Linked DNA regions of Sus scrofa: region 2 is linked to region 1. The links are chromatin contacts, called in public Hi-C maps. All regions are on one chromosome and are shown on one strand. Each heading gives the region's core, a stretch centred on a gene start, on an enhancer-like site or on the middle of the called end of the contact. The rest is flanking DNA. Distances are from core to core; before and after follow the strand shown. Region 1 has its middle 14 kb from the start of PALD1. Region 2 overlaps PALD1 (paladin).

Region 1 (6,789 bases), core at 1,587-4,086:
GGCTGAACACAAGGGCTCTGGAGTCAGACGGCTGGGAGATGTTGGGCAGGTTCCTCAACCTCTCTGAGCCTCAGTTTCTTTACTTAAAAAATGAGGATAATAGTGAAATACACTTTTCAAAAGTGAGGAATGAGGAGTTCCCCCGTGGCACAGTAGGTTAAGGATCTGGCATTGTCGCTGCAGCAGTTCAGATCACTCCTGTGACGCAGGTGAGAGCCCTGGCCTGGGAACTTCCACACGCCGTGGGCGTGGCCAAAAAACAAGTGAACAGTGAGATTGTGGCTCTGAAGTCTAACTCAGTATCTGGTATGTAGAAAGCACCCGTAACGGAGCAAGATACTGTGGGGAGTGTTCTTGGGTGAGGTGGGGAGTTGGGTGAAATCTCCACAAAAGGCCCTTCAGCCCCGATGTTCAGTGGAAGGAGAACCATGGAGCGTATCCTGACCGTGTACCAGAGTTGTGTGAAGTTTGTCACTTGCCATCACATGGGCAATTTGCCCACCTACCCACCACAGGGGGGGTCTGAGCAGAGTACCTGTGTTTGTGTGCAAGGCAAGAATTTTTATCCCATTTTACAGATGAGGAGACTGAGGCCGAGAGAGTTTCCTTGACTTGCCTGGTGTAGACATGGTGAGGCAGGAACTAGCCTAGGGCTTAGGTCCCCAGAAGCCCAGTCAGGGGCTCTGTGCACCCTGCCTCTCTGGTCATGATCCTTATCAAGCCCCGCCTCTCGGTTTTCTGGAGTCAGATGCTCTACTGTTAGGTCACGAGGACCTTCTTCTTGGTTTCTGCTCAGTTAGAGGGGTGGCCTGACTGTCTGGCTGAAAAGAAGGTGAGGTGAGGGAGTATGAGGTAAGGTTAAGGAAGCTTCTTTTCCCCAGGGCCCAAGTGTGACCCCCCTTTCCCTGCTTTTGCCCCAAGAGGAGTCCCTGCCCGGGGCTTCTTGTGAACCTGCTGTGGTGGACAGGGCACAGCGGGCTTTGGCATCAGGAGAGCCATCCTCAGATGAGTGACATCACCTCAGTGCTCTGGGAGGTGGGAGTGGCACCTTCTCCCATTTGCTGAAAATAGTAATTTCATGGTAATTTCCAGAAAGCCCTTTGTAACCCCAAAGCAGTCTTTGAGTCCAAACTTTGCAAATATAAGAACTCAGGATTTGAACTTCTTCCTTCAAAAATGTTCCTCTGCCCAAGACCACCTCGTAAAGTGGAAGCAGCTGCCCTGCAGTGTTTGGAGGGCAGGTCTGGCCAGTTATACAAGCGTTTATTAAGCTCCTACTATATGCTGTGCCCTGGGCTGGAACACAGCAATGAACAGTGTGCCTTCCCCTGCCCTTGAGAAGCTCACTGCCTAGTGGTGAAGGGGTCAGCAAGCTCACGGGTCCTGCCAGGGGCGACAGCCTTGAGGTGTGCTGATCTGAGCCCCCTTGCAGAGAACTTGCTGCAGGATGCAGTTAGCTGACTGCCCTCGCTGCCGCACCTTTGGGATCCACTGCCGATTCACACGGAGGCCACCCCTTTCCTGGGCTGCTCCTGGCCAGTGGCTGAGCCCAGCAGGGGTGCTAGAGCTGGGCCACATCTGCCAGATGCAGGATGCCTCTAATGGGCAGCCTTTCCTCAGGTCTCCGGTGGCGCTGAGCCTGAGGCTCTTCCTCCCCACCTTCCATCCATCTCCATTCTCACGCAGGTGTCAGACCTGCAGCTTGGTGTGCGCTCTGCCTTCTCCCCCCTGCCCCTCTGCCCCTTGTCTCTCACAGGCATTTCCCCCAGTAACCCGTTTGCACTGCTAACTTTGCCTTCGTGCCTCTAGAGGATTGTAACTGACATGTGCTGTGGAAGTCGTGCCCTGACCCGGGGACGCCTGCCCGGTTTGCTGAGTAGAATATGCTGACCACACTTCAGGGCAGACCGAGGGGACCTTGGATGTCTAGCTGGGTTGCTAGAGCATAGGGCAGCCTGAGCTTTTGTTGTGGGTAGGAAAAGGGAGCTTTGGGGTGAGTCCCAGCTCTGTCCCCTACCAGCTGTGTGCCCTGGAGTGGCTGAGTGCATCTCCCTGAGCCTCAGTTTCCTCATCTGCTAAGCAGGATCAGGGGGCTCGGCCTTATGGGGCAGGGGTGGAGCTTCCGTGAGTTAAGGCACATGAACCGGGGTGCATAGTAAATGGTCCGTGTCTCCCTTCCTCTGGAAGCAGGAAGACCATGCAGGGGAGGGGGCAAGAGGCCGTCTCTGAATCCACGCCCTTAGTCTCAGCACCCTGGACTTGGGGGGCTGTGCGTGTTCCTCTGAGCTGTGGCCAGCATACCCTTCTTCCTCCTTCCTTCCCTCCCTCCTTCATTCATTCATTCTTTCTTCCTTCCTTTCCTCTCTCCCTCTTCCTCCTTCCTTCCTTTCTTCCCTCCATCTGTCTTTCTTCCTTTCTCTTTTTCTTCTTTCTTCTTTCCTCCCCCCCCACCCCGTTTCTTTCCCTCTTCCTTCCTACCTTCCTTCCACCTTGCCCTCGCTATGTGGAAGTTCCCAGGCCAGGGATCAATCCCATGCCACAGCAGTGACCTGAGCCACAGCAGTGACAACCCCTGATCCTTAACCTGCTGTGCCACCAGGGGATTTCTGCCAGCACACTCTTAAGAGGAGTTGACATACCCTGATCCCCTGCCAGCCACAGGTGGAAACCCTCTACCCTGTGCTGGTGGCTGGCGGCAGGCCAGAGTCTTGGTACAAAGGCAGGCTGCTGAGAGTTGGATTGGCCTGTTGCAGCCAGAAGAGGGCCTCAGAGCCACTTGGCCCAGTTGTTCCCAAGCACCAGACACTTGACTGTTGCCTTAGAACGACCCAGGGGGCTTTCCCAGGCTCCAGCCCTGCAGGTTCCGGCCTAGGAGGCCTGGAGTGGAGCCTGGGAATCTGTGGTCCAGCCCCTCCCGCTGGTGATTCAAGTGCACACGGAGGCTGGGTGGGAACAACTGTTGAGTCCTGGCCCTGAGTTTACTCTGGACTGCCAGGACAGTGAATGCCTGTCTCAGATGGCCCGGGGCGGGTGGAGGGTGCCTGGAGAGGCCTTCCCAGCCAGCAGGGCTTAGTGGCGTCCAGTTTACAGGAATGTGCAGGAATGTCAACCAACCGTGAGTCTTGTAGTATGTATTCATTGTGCTTCTGAGTTTGTTTTGGGGAGGAAGGGGTTCTGATGAGCTGGGCTGTTTCTCTGTGGCTTTGAGCTGTCCCTGCCTGTGACTGGGTGCCTCCACAACAACAAAGGGAAAGTGGGTGGTATCTGCCCCTTCTGAGACACCTCACTCTAGGCCGTCAAGACAGACAAGGAGGAGTTCCGGTCGTGGCTCAGTGGAAACGAATCTGACTAATATCCATGAGGATGCAAGTTTGATCTCTGGCCTTGCTCAGTGGGTTAAGGATCCGGCGTTGCCGTGAGCTGTGGTGTAGGTCACAGATGCAGCTTGGATCCTGCATTGCTGTGACTGTGTGTAGGCCAGTAGCTACAGCTCCGATTCGGCCCCTAGCCTGGGACCCTCCATATACCATGGGTACAGCCCTAAAAATACAGAACAACAACAACAAAGAGACAGACAAGGAGACTGGGTCAGGAGTGAGTTCCTTGTCTCTGGGGGCAGTCAAGCAGAGGCAAGGACTGCTGTCCCTCAGAGATTTCATGCAGGAAATCCTCCATTTCTGGCAGGGTATGCTGTCTGGCCTCTTGGATTTTGTTGCTTTATTTAATTTATGTATTTATTTATTCATTTATTTATTTTCTTTTTTAGGGCTGAACCCACAGCATAGGGAGGCTCCCAGGCTAGGGGTCGAATTGGAGCTACAGCTGTTGGCCTACACCACAGCCACAGCAATACAGGATCTGAGCCGCGTCTGCAATCTATAGCACAGCTCAGGGCAGTGTTGGATCCTTAACCCACTGAGGGAGTCCAGGGATCAAACCCACATCCTCAGGGACACTATGCTGGATTCTTAACCTGCTGAACCACAATAGGAATTTTAAATTTTGTTGCTTTAATATGCATTTATTACATTTATCATGTTGTGATGGATATAGGGGCGAAATTGTGTGCTGTTTGGGGGGTTGCTTTAAAAGACTCTGGAAAGAAAACCAAAAGAGAAAAACAATATAACCATAGATGAAGCAAGTGTGGCAAAATCGATAATTGTCCTACCTGGTAATAGGTATATGGAATCAATTATGTGAATCTCTACTTTTTTGCATATGTAGAGTGTTCAAAAGAAAAATTAAACATGACAAATGTTAGACTACATCACAGGTGCACAGGATAAATAAGACCCAACTGTGCACAGGGATAGCGAGTGAAGAGAAACTCTGCTTCCCTCCTCCAGCCTCTTTGATCCTCTGAGGGTTAAGCTTCTTTCCAGCATATTTTGTATCCTTCCAGAGACTGACCTGGTGTATACAAGCCTACCAGCTAATTCCTAGTTAAAACTAGATAGCACATCCACGCGGAACAAAGTTCAAATGCATAAGAAGGTATGCAGCGAAAAGTTTCCCTCCTGCTCGAGGCCCCAGCCACCTAGTTTGCTGGAGGCAACTGAAGTCACTGGTTTCTTACCTGTACTTTAGAGGTCATTAATGTATGGTTGATCTGTACAGTTAATGTATGGGAAGGGTGAGGGGTGCCGCCTCTGTGAGTCGAAAATCTACGTGTAATTTAATTTATAGCTGGCCCCTGGCTGCACCCCCTCTTCTGCATCCCCAGAGTCAACCAACCGTGAGTCTTGTAGTATGTATTCATGGAAAAGAGATCTGCGTGTAAGTGGCCCCCTGCCGCTCAAACTCGTGTTCTTCAAGGGTCAGCTGTAGTATGCGTGTGTATGTTTGCATAGGCAGCCATCGTATTCACAGGTTCTGCATCAGCTGATACGTACTGTACACAGAGGTGACATGGCTGTACTACTATAAAGGGACTTGAAGGAGTTCCCGCCGTGGCTTGGCGGAAATGTAACTGACTAGCATCCATGAGGATGCAGATTCTCTCCCTGGCCTCACTCAGTGGGTTAAGGATCCGGCGTTGCCGTGAGCTGTGGTGTAGGTTGCAGATGCGGCTCGGATCCCGCGTTGCTGTGGCTCTGGTGTAGTCTGGCAGGTACAGCTCCGATTTGACCCCTAGCCTGGGAACTCCCATATGCCGTGGGTGCGGCCCTAAAAAGACAATAAATAAATAAATAAATAAATAAAGGGACTTGAGCATCTGTGGATTTTGTACCCATGGGGTCCTGGAACTAATCCCCCATGGATAGGGAGGGACAGTATATTTACAGCTCTTAAAGTGCTAAAATATTAGAGATCTTGTCCTGAAATTTCCTCTCCTGACTTCCTCCCCTGCTTCCCTCCTTCCTGCTTACCTTAATCACTTAATTTTCCTTAATCATCATCGCTATACATGAAGCCTGTCTCTTTGTTTCATTTTCCCTTCATCTCATCCGTTTTTCTCATAGGCACCCATGGTAGTATGTTTGATAAATGTTTTTGCATAATGCACATATCCTCGTTTTTACAAACTATGGTTTTTTTCTTTGTATGGATGTTGTTACTTTCCATCAATGCTGTTGTATGGCTGACAGCTCTATTTTATTACTTTTCTTGCAGGATACTGTGTTTTCATGTTTCTGGGTTGTGTACACCTGGCTTGTTGGGTGTCCTTGTTGGATGGGAGTCCACATGACTTATCTATTTCCCTAGAGACAGATGCTAAGGCTGGCTTGAGCACCCACTGTCACAGACCACACTGCCCTGATCATCTCTGTCCTTGTCCACTCCTGAACTTTGCTCCCAGCTCTAGAGATCATATTTTTTTTTTTCTTTTGCCACTCCTGCAGCATGCAGAAGTTCCTGGGCCAGGGATCGATCCTGAGGCACAGCAGTAACTCGAGCCACAGCAGTGACAATGCTGAATCCTTAACCACTAGGTCACCAGGAAACTCCTAGGGATCATTTTTTAATCAGCCATCATAACATCTGCCTTGTTTTTTTTTTTTTTTTTTTTTTCTTGTCTTTTTGCCATTTCTTGGGCCGCTCCCATGGCATATGGAGGTTCCCAGGCTAGGAGTCAAATCAGAGCTACAGCTGCTGGCCTATGCTGGAGCCACAGCAACGTGGGATTCGAGCTGCGTCTGCGGCCTACACCACAGCTCACGGCAATACCAGATCCTTAACCCACTGAGCAAGGCCAGGGATTAAACCTGCAACCTCATGGTTCCTAGTCGGATTTGTTAACCACTGAGCCACGATGGGAACTCCTGCCTTGTGTTTTAAGAGAGCTGCATGGCAGTTCTAGTTTCTGGATGTTCCAGAGTTTATTTAGCCCATTACCTCTCTGTCCACAGACTTTTTGGCTATTTCTAATCTCTCTCCATCGCAGACTAGGACTAACTTTGCGCAGTTGTCAATCTCATATGTATAGACATGTCTTGAGGCTAAATTCCTAGAAATGGAATTGCTGAGGCAAAGAGCCTGTGCATTTGTCATGTGGAGAGATACCGTCAAAGAGTGTGAGAGTGTCCCTTTCCTACCCCTCTTCTGGCACTAAGGTTCTTTGAGGCTCAGAGAGGGTGGGTGACCTGGATGGAATAGCACAGCCCATGAGCACTGGTGCTGAGACCAGAACTCAGGAGGCTGAGCCTGAGCCAGTGATCTTTCCAGGGCACTTTGCCGGCTCCTGTGGGTTCCAAGCTTCGTGGAGTCCGGGATCTTCCCTGTAAGTCCGGGAGGCTGTGGCCTCTCCTGGAATGTTTCTGGTGAGCAAGGACTCCTCCCTGCCCA
Region 2 (6,789 bases), core at 1,566-4,065, 55 kb after region 1:
GCATCTAGCATATAGGAATTCCAGGCCAGGGGTCGAATCTGAGCCACAGCTGCAGCAATACTGGGTCCTTAACACACTGTGCTGGGCTGGGAATCACACCTGTACCTCTGTAGTTACACAAGTCACTGCAGTCGGATTCTTGACCCGCTGCGCCACCGTGCGAACTCCAATGGTTCCCTTTTCTGATTTACCAAGAGCCCCTCTAGCAATATGGCAGAAGCTCATCAATCCCTTCTCAGAGAAGGGGTTTTTTAAAGAGACAAAACTAAGTATATGGTGTTACAGAGGAAGTACATTTTATTGAGAGGGCTGTCAATATACTAAACCAAATTGGTATAGTTGTAATATCTGCTCCTGAGTCCATGAAATAATCCATTAAGTAAGTTAAGGTTACATTTTATTTTTATATTTTTTATTTTATTTTTTGTCTTTTTAGGGCCGCACCTGCGGCATATGCAAGTTCGCAGACTAGGGGTCGCATGGGAGCTTGCAGCTAGTGGCCTACACCACAGCCACAGCAATGTCAGATCTGAGCTGCATCTGCAACCTACACCACAGCTCACAGCAACGCTGGATCCTTAACCCGCTGAGCAAGGCCAGGGATCGGACCTGCGTCCACATGGATGCTATTCAGATTCATTTCTGCTGAGCCACGATGGAAACTCCTAAATTTTATTTTTAAAGACACACCAGGGTGGAGTTCCCGTCATGGCTCAGTGGTTAATGAATCCGACTAGGAACCATGAGGTTGGGGGTTCGATCCCTGGCCTTGCTCAGTGGGTTAAGGATCCGGCGTTGCCGTGAACTGTGGTGTATGTAGGTCGCAGATGCGGCTCGGTTCCTGCGTTGCTGTGGCTCTGGTGTAGGCCAGTGGCTACAGCTCCGATTCGACCCCTAGCCTGGGAACCTCCATATGCTGTGGGAGCGGCCCAAGAAATGGCAAAAAGACAAAAAAAAAAAAAAAAAAAGACACTCCAGAGAAAGGGCTGGTGTTGCTCAGCTTTGATGGAGACATTCAGCTGGGGCATGCCTTTGAGGACACTGCCTAGCATGATGGACTCGGAGCGATGGCAATTAGTTTGATTGTCCCAGGTGTTGAGAACCCCACTTTGCATGGCAGCTTCCCTACAGCTGGCTTCCTAAAGTGAGGCTAGGTTTGCCTCTTGGATTGTTGTGTTCTTCACACTTGTTGAGTGAGATGCAGCCGTGAGAACCTGGGATCCGATGTGGGGCCCCGAGACCACCAGGCACAGAGTTGTCCAGAGTTGTGCAGTCCTGTCATCTGCGGTCTGGGAGCAAGGAGCTAAGGTCTGATTACAGTGATGTGAAGGGCGTGCTGAGTGCCTGCCCCGTTTCCAGAACCTGCCCAGCTGCCGTGTGATGAGAAAATGTCTCTGAGCTCAGTGGTGGCCATGTCCCAGACTCCGTGACATGACAGGGCTGGCCTTCCTTTTTTTTTTTTTTTTTCTTTTTCTTTTTTTCCTTTCACTTTTTAGGGTCTATGGCATCTTGGAGGTTCCCATGCTAGGGTCAAATTGTAGCTGCAGCTGCTGGCCTATACCACAGCCATGGCAATGACAGATCCTTAATCCATTGGGCAGGGCTAGGGATTGAACCTGCATCCTCAGGGATACTAGTTGGGTTCCTAACTTGCTGAGCCACAGTGGGAACTCTGGCCTTCATTCATGATTGAAGAAAATGCTAGGTTTTAGTTAGAAGTTAGGGAAATAGGCATAATTGTTTGCAAATCATCCTGGCTCATAGCCACCTCCCCGCCACTCCACTTACTCTTTGGGCTCATCCCAGTCTCTCCCCCACCCTCCCCATTGCAGAGGTTTGAACACTAGGGCCCCCACCCACATCCCTGCCCTTGCTCACCCCGGCCCTGGTCACAGATGGTCAGACTGCCAATCTTAGTAGCCAGATCCACTTGGCTAGATGGAAAGGGCTTTCAGACCATCCCATCTGTCACTGTCATTTTATGGCTGGGGACACGGAGGCCCAGAGAGGAAAAGTAAATTGCCCAGCAGGATGTCCAGCAGGATGGAGCCCCCTTTGTTGGCAAGGCTCACTTCAGAAGGGCTTGGGAGGTTTCAGGGGCAGAGCTACCGACTGAGAAGCCTGGGAAGCCTGGGGTTTCACCCGCCTTTAGACATTTGGGAAATAGGTCAACTTTCAGAGGATACGGTCCTTCTCTCATTGCTGCAGCCTGCAGCTGTGCACATCTGTATTTTCCAGCTGTCCTTACGGGGATTAGCTGGGACTGCCATTGCCTGTGGAGCCCGAGAGAGCAGAGGACGGCCAGAGCTGGAGCTGTGGGGGAGGGGAGTGGGAGGTGTCAGGCCCAGCCCCGTTCTAGCAGGGCCCAGCCTTGGCCTGGCAGCTGTAGCCAGCTGTTGCCTCCCACAGGCCCTTCCCATGTCCATCACCCCCTCCTTCAGTGACTGTCGCTGTGCCCCTCTTCTTGGAGGCGGCTGTTCCCACCCACGCCTCCTTGGCCCAGACTGCTGAGAGGGGTCTGGGGAACGCTGGTGAGCCATGCTGGGGGTCCACCCCGTCAGGCGAAGTGGAGAGAAGGTTCTGGCCCTGCTGATGGTCAGCTGGGGATCCACTATGGAGCCCCTTAGCCGCTCTGAGCGCCTCTGTTTCTGTTTGGGAACAGAGGTTCATTCCTTCCATCTTCCACCAAGGAGAGAGAAGGAGAGAGAAAGAGAGCGAGCGAGCGAGCGAGCGAGCGAGAGCGAGCCTGGGTGTGGAGAGCCGTGATGAGACTCTTATAAACCCAAGGCGCGCGTCTTAGCCGAGCCGTCCCCCGGCTGCTGGGAGTTGTCAAGCTGACAAGGCTGGGCCGCAGACAGCCCTTTCCAGATGGGAGAGGGAGGGGGAAGCTCCTTCCAGCAGGGAGGACTGGAATGATAGGGAGCTGTCCAGGTGGCCCCGGGGACAGGGAGCCCGAGTGCAGTCAGTGTGTTCGGGAGGCATGGGAAGCACTTGCCTCAGGACCAGGAACTCTTGATTTGGGGTCTGGGGCGAGAGGGCACTGTGAGCTCAGCCTTCAGACCTACCTGCTGCCTAGGCTTCATGGTGACCCCTGACCCCACCATTGGCTTCTTGAGGTGCTGCTGCTGCTTATGAGAGGGCAGGGGTGAGAGTGGGGTCAGGGGTGGGGGTGAGTGTGGATGGCTGAGGGCAGCTTGGAAGGGGGTGGGGATCTTCAGGGAAGGACTCTGCTTCTGCGGAGTGGAGCCAGCTCAGGGTCCAGGCGGGGATAGGGGCTGGCGGGGCAGGTCGCTCCCTCCCTCTCCTGATCCTGGACCATCAGTGCCATGTGGAGCCCGCTGCTGCTGATTCCCAGAAAGTGTGGAATTCTCAGCCCCTTCCTTTCCCAGTGGCCCTGGTTCTCAGACCCCTGAGCCAGTCTTCCCACATCCTCTTCCAGCTCTTAGCAGCTCTCCTGGCCTGTTTCCTCAGCCACTCTATTATTTGTCTTAAGTAGGTTTTATTACCCAGTGATCAGAGGAAAAAAATTGTAGAAAATGCAAATAAGGAGAAAGGAGAGAATTAAAATGGTCTCTAATCTCATCGCCAGGGGATGACTCAGGTTAGCATCTTGATGGGTATCCTCCCAGGCTTTTCTCCTGATACACATTCGTGTATTAAAATCCATGTATTGAAATGGGACCATAGACGTTCCCATTGTGGCGCAGCGGAAATGAATCCGACTAGGAAGCCTGGTTCGATCCCTGGCCTTGCTCAGTGGGTTAAGGATCCAACGTTGCCGTGAGCTGTGGTGTAGGTCGCAGACGAGGCTAAGATCTGGAGTTGCTGCTACAGGTTGGCAGCTGTAGCTCCAGTTGGACCCCTAGCCTGGGAACCTCCATATGCCATGGGTATGGCCCTGAGAAGCAAAATACAATAAAATAAAATGAAATGGCTGTACTTGGTTTGCATCCTTGTCCTTCCATTCCTGTTGCCTAGATACCCTTCCATGTCAGTCAGTGTGGTATTTTTCAGGCTAACATTGCACCTTAGAGATGTCCTGTAATGTATTCAACAAATCCCCTGTTGCAGGTTGTTTCCAGTGTTTGGATACTATCAACAACACTGCTACCACCAAAACACCCTTACAGCCCAGTCTGCACACGTCCTTAACCCTCCCCAGGAGCAAGCCCTGCAGGGGGAGTTGTGAGTCCACTAGGATGCCCAGCTGCCAGATGTCGGGCAGAAGCTTTGCTGTTGGGGTGTTGTTGACGATGTTCAGATTATTGATGTAGAGATCAGGCGCTGGCGCTTTCTTTGTATCCTTGGTTTGCTGAGAACCTGCCCAGTCTGGACTCGCTTGGCCTCTGTTGGTGACATTCACAGCCAGAATGTCCTTTTGCCTCCCGTTCCCATCCAAATCCTTCACCTCATCTAAATCCTTCAAATCCTCTGCTGACTTTCCCTCTGCCTCTCGCTCGGTGACAGCCTCCACTTCTCCCTGCCCTCCGTGTGCCAGGACCCAGCCACTTAGCGCCCTAGGCCTGGCGGGGAAGAGGGGCGGGATGGCTAACCCCTCCCTGTCTTACCTTTGCCGGGGAGGGAGTGTAAACCATAAGGGGTAAGGGGCTACGCTGTCTTGTCACTCCATGTCCATAATTCTCCCCAAAGCAGCAGCGCAGAGGGCTGTGCACACAGTAGGGACTCGGTGAACATGTGCTTTACTGGGCACAGTGCAGGGGTGGGGGTGGTGGGGGGAGCAGGACCCACCTCTGTCTTCAGCTGCAGAGTGAGCTGGCTCTTTCTGGGTTTCAGACTCTGTACATAGGGTGGGGGTGAGGGGTGACCTAGGTCCCGCTTTTTTTTCTCTCTTTTTTAGGGTTGCACCCATGGCATATGGAGGTTCCCAGGCTAGGGGTGGAATCAGAGCTGCACCTCCCGGCCTATGCCACAGCCGCATCAACGTGGGATCTGAGCCACATTTGCAACCTGCAATACAGCTCATGGCAACCCTGGATCCTTAATCCACTGAGCGAGCCAGGGATCCAGCCCATGTCCTCATGGATGCTAGTTGGATTCATTTCCACTGCGCTGCAATGGGGACTCCGGCCTAGGTCCCTCCTGCTGTGACTTTTCCCACCCTTCCTTGACCACGTGCCCTCTTACCCCACAGGTCTTGGGTCCTGAGGCCGCCGGCAGACTATGGGTACAACGGCCAGCACAGCCCAGCAGACGGTCTCAGCGAGCACCCCCTTTGAGGGCCTCCAGGACGGCAGCACGATGGATGGTCGGCACTCACTCAGCGTCCACTCCTTCCAGACCGCGAGCTTGCCCAACAGTAAGGCCAAGTCCATCATCCCCAACAAGGTGGCCCCCGTCGTGATCACGTGAGTGGCCGGACGAGTGTGACCATGTCCCCAGAAGACATGGCTGGGGGGAGCCTCTGGGAGGGTTGGTGGCTTATAGCACTTAAGGTCTCCAAACCTTGTTCCTTGATGAAGACACTGAGGTCCAAAGAGGTGAAGCAGTTTGTCTGGAGTCACACAGCAAGTAGATGGTAGAGCCAGTGTCTCTTAGCCCATGTTATTTGTCATGTCCACATGGCTAGGGAGCATGAAGAGGGGGCATTGCCTGAATGGGGGCACCCTGTTGAGTAAATTTTTTTTTTTTTTTTTTTTTGGCTGCCCTGCCATATATGGAGTTTCCAGGCCAGGGATCAGATCTGGGCCACACCGTGCTGGTCCAGGGGTTGAACCAGAGTCCCAGGGTTCCCAGGACACCGCTGATCCCATTGTCCCACAGCGGGTGCTCCTGAGAGTAGAGTTTGGCTAAACATTTTTAAAGGAAGTTTATATACTTTGATGCATAAAATTTAGATTTTTTTTTATCCCCCACCACCTGTAATTATGGTTCAAAACTGAGGTTAACCCCAGGCTATTAAAGGGCCTTGGGCTGAAAAAGCTGGAGGCTGTTGGTCAGCTTTCCTAATTAGGTCCTTCAGGGACATTCCCAGGGGGACCGAGGGTTTGTTCTGCCCCATATTTTGAGAGACCCGGACACGCTGCATGTGTCCTCTGGGGCCAGTGAAGGAGTGAATACTGGCAGCCTGAGGCTAGGAGACAGAAGGGGCATTGGACCCGCCTCCTGGTGCATCAAGAACACTTATCTTCCATCCCATCTGCCCGCTGAGCTCCCCTGCCTCTGGACCCCCTCAGGACGGAGGAAGTGGGACCTGATGAACTAAGATTTAAATATGTGCCATGCGTAAACATTAGGCAGAGCCGTAGCAGGTGGGGCTTTCTGTGTATGGAAACCTGAGGAGTGGGAGTGATAAGTCCGGCCTGCTGGCTTTGGGGCCTGACAGGGGCATTGTAGTCATAATACATTGCTGCGCTCATGATAGGGGAGCAGAAAAGATTTTAAAGAAAATGGACTTGCTATGTAGTCCTTGGACTAGCAGATGACAAAACTAGGTTTGGGTCTCGAGCACAGTGTTGGAACCATGCGTCCCAAGCCCGGCTCTGCCGCTCCCTCCCCCTCTGACCTTGGGCAGATACTTTTCCCTCTCAAGGCCTCTGTTTCCTTATCAAGATATGTGGGGGTGGAATTTCCCGTCATGGTTCAGTGGAAATGAATCTGACTAGGATCCATGAGGATGCAGGTTTGATCCCTGGCCTTGCTCAGTGGGTTAAGGATCCTGTGTTGCTGTGGCTCTGGTGTAGGCCGGCAGCTACAGCTACAATTTGATCCCTAGCCTGGGAACCTCCACATGCCTCAGGAGCAGCCCTAAAAAAAAAAAAAAGGTATGTG

Evidence for each region. Hi-C and Micro-C count contacts between places; a contact is called where the count stands out from the background.
Region 2: a contact with region 1 is called in a Hi-C map of skeletal muscle, with 4 times the contacts expected there. The contact joins two enhancer-like sites. A contact is called at or near these places in 2 of 5 promoter capture datasets (fetal skeletal muscle and liver), 22 of 47 Hi-C or Micro-C datasets (adipose tissue, alveolar macrophages, brain and 14 more) and 2 of 2 datasets of contacts at active chromatin or transcription factors (alveolar macrophages and skeletal muscle).

The regions. Positions count from the first base shown.
Region 1 is chr14:73,383,900-73,390,688 of Sscrofa11.1, forward strand. No RefSeq gene overlaps it. Among named protein-coding and RNA genes, the nearest start is that of PALD1, 14 kb to the right of the region's middle. Within about 2 kb of position 2,837, at least 24 of the 83 cell types and tissues checked have an H3K27ac peak or open chromatin away from gene starts, as enhancers often do. A contact at or near this core is called in fetal skeletal muscle and skeletal muscle, where this site is marked.
Region 2 is chr14:73,438,831-73,445,619 of Sscrofa11.1, forward strand. It overlaps PALD1 (paladin), which reads left to right. Exons shown (of 22, transcript XM_021073790.1): 2 at 5,153-5,366. The coding sequence starts at 5,182. Among named protein-coding and RNA genes, the nearest start is that of PALD1, 41 kb to the left of the region's middle. Within about 2 kb of position 2,816, at least 13 of the 83 cell types and tissues checked have an H3K27ac peak or open chromatin away from gene starts, as enhancers often do. A contact at or near this core is called in fetal skeletal muscle and skeletal muscle, where this site is marked.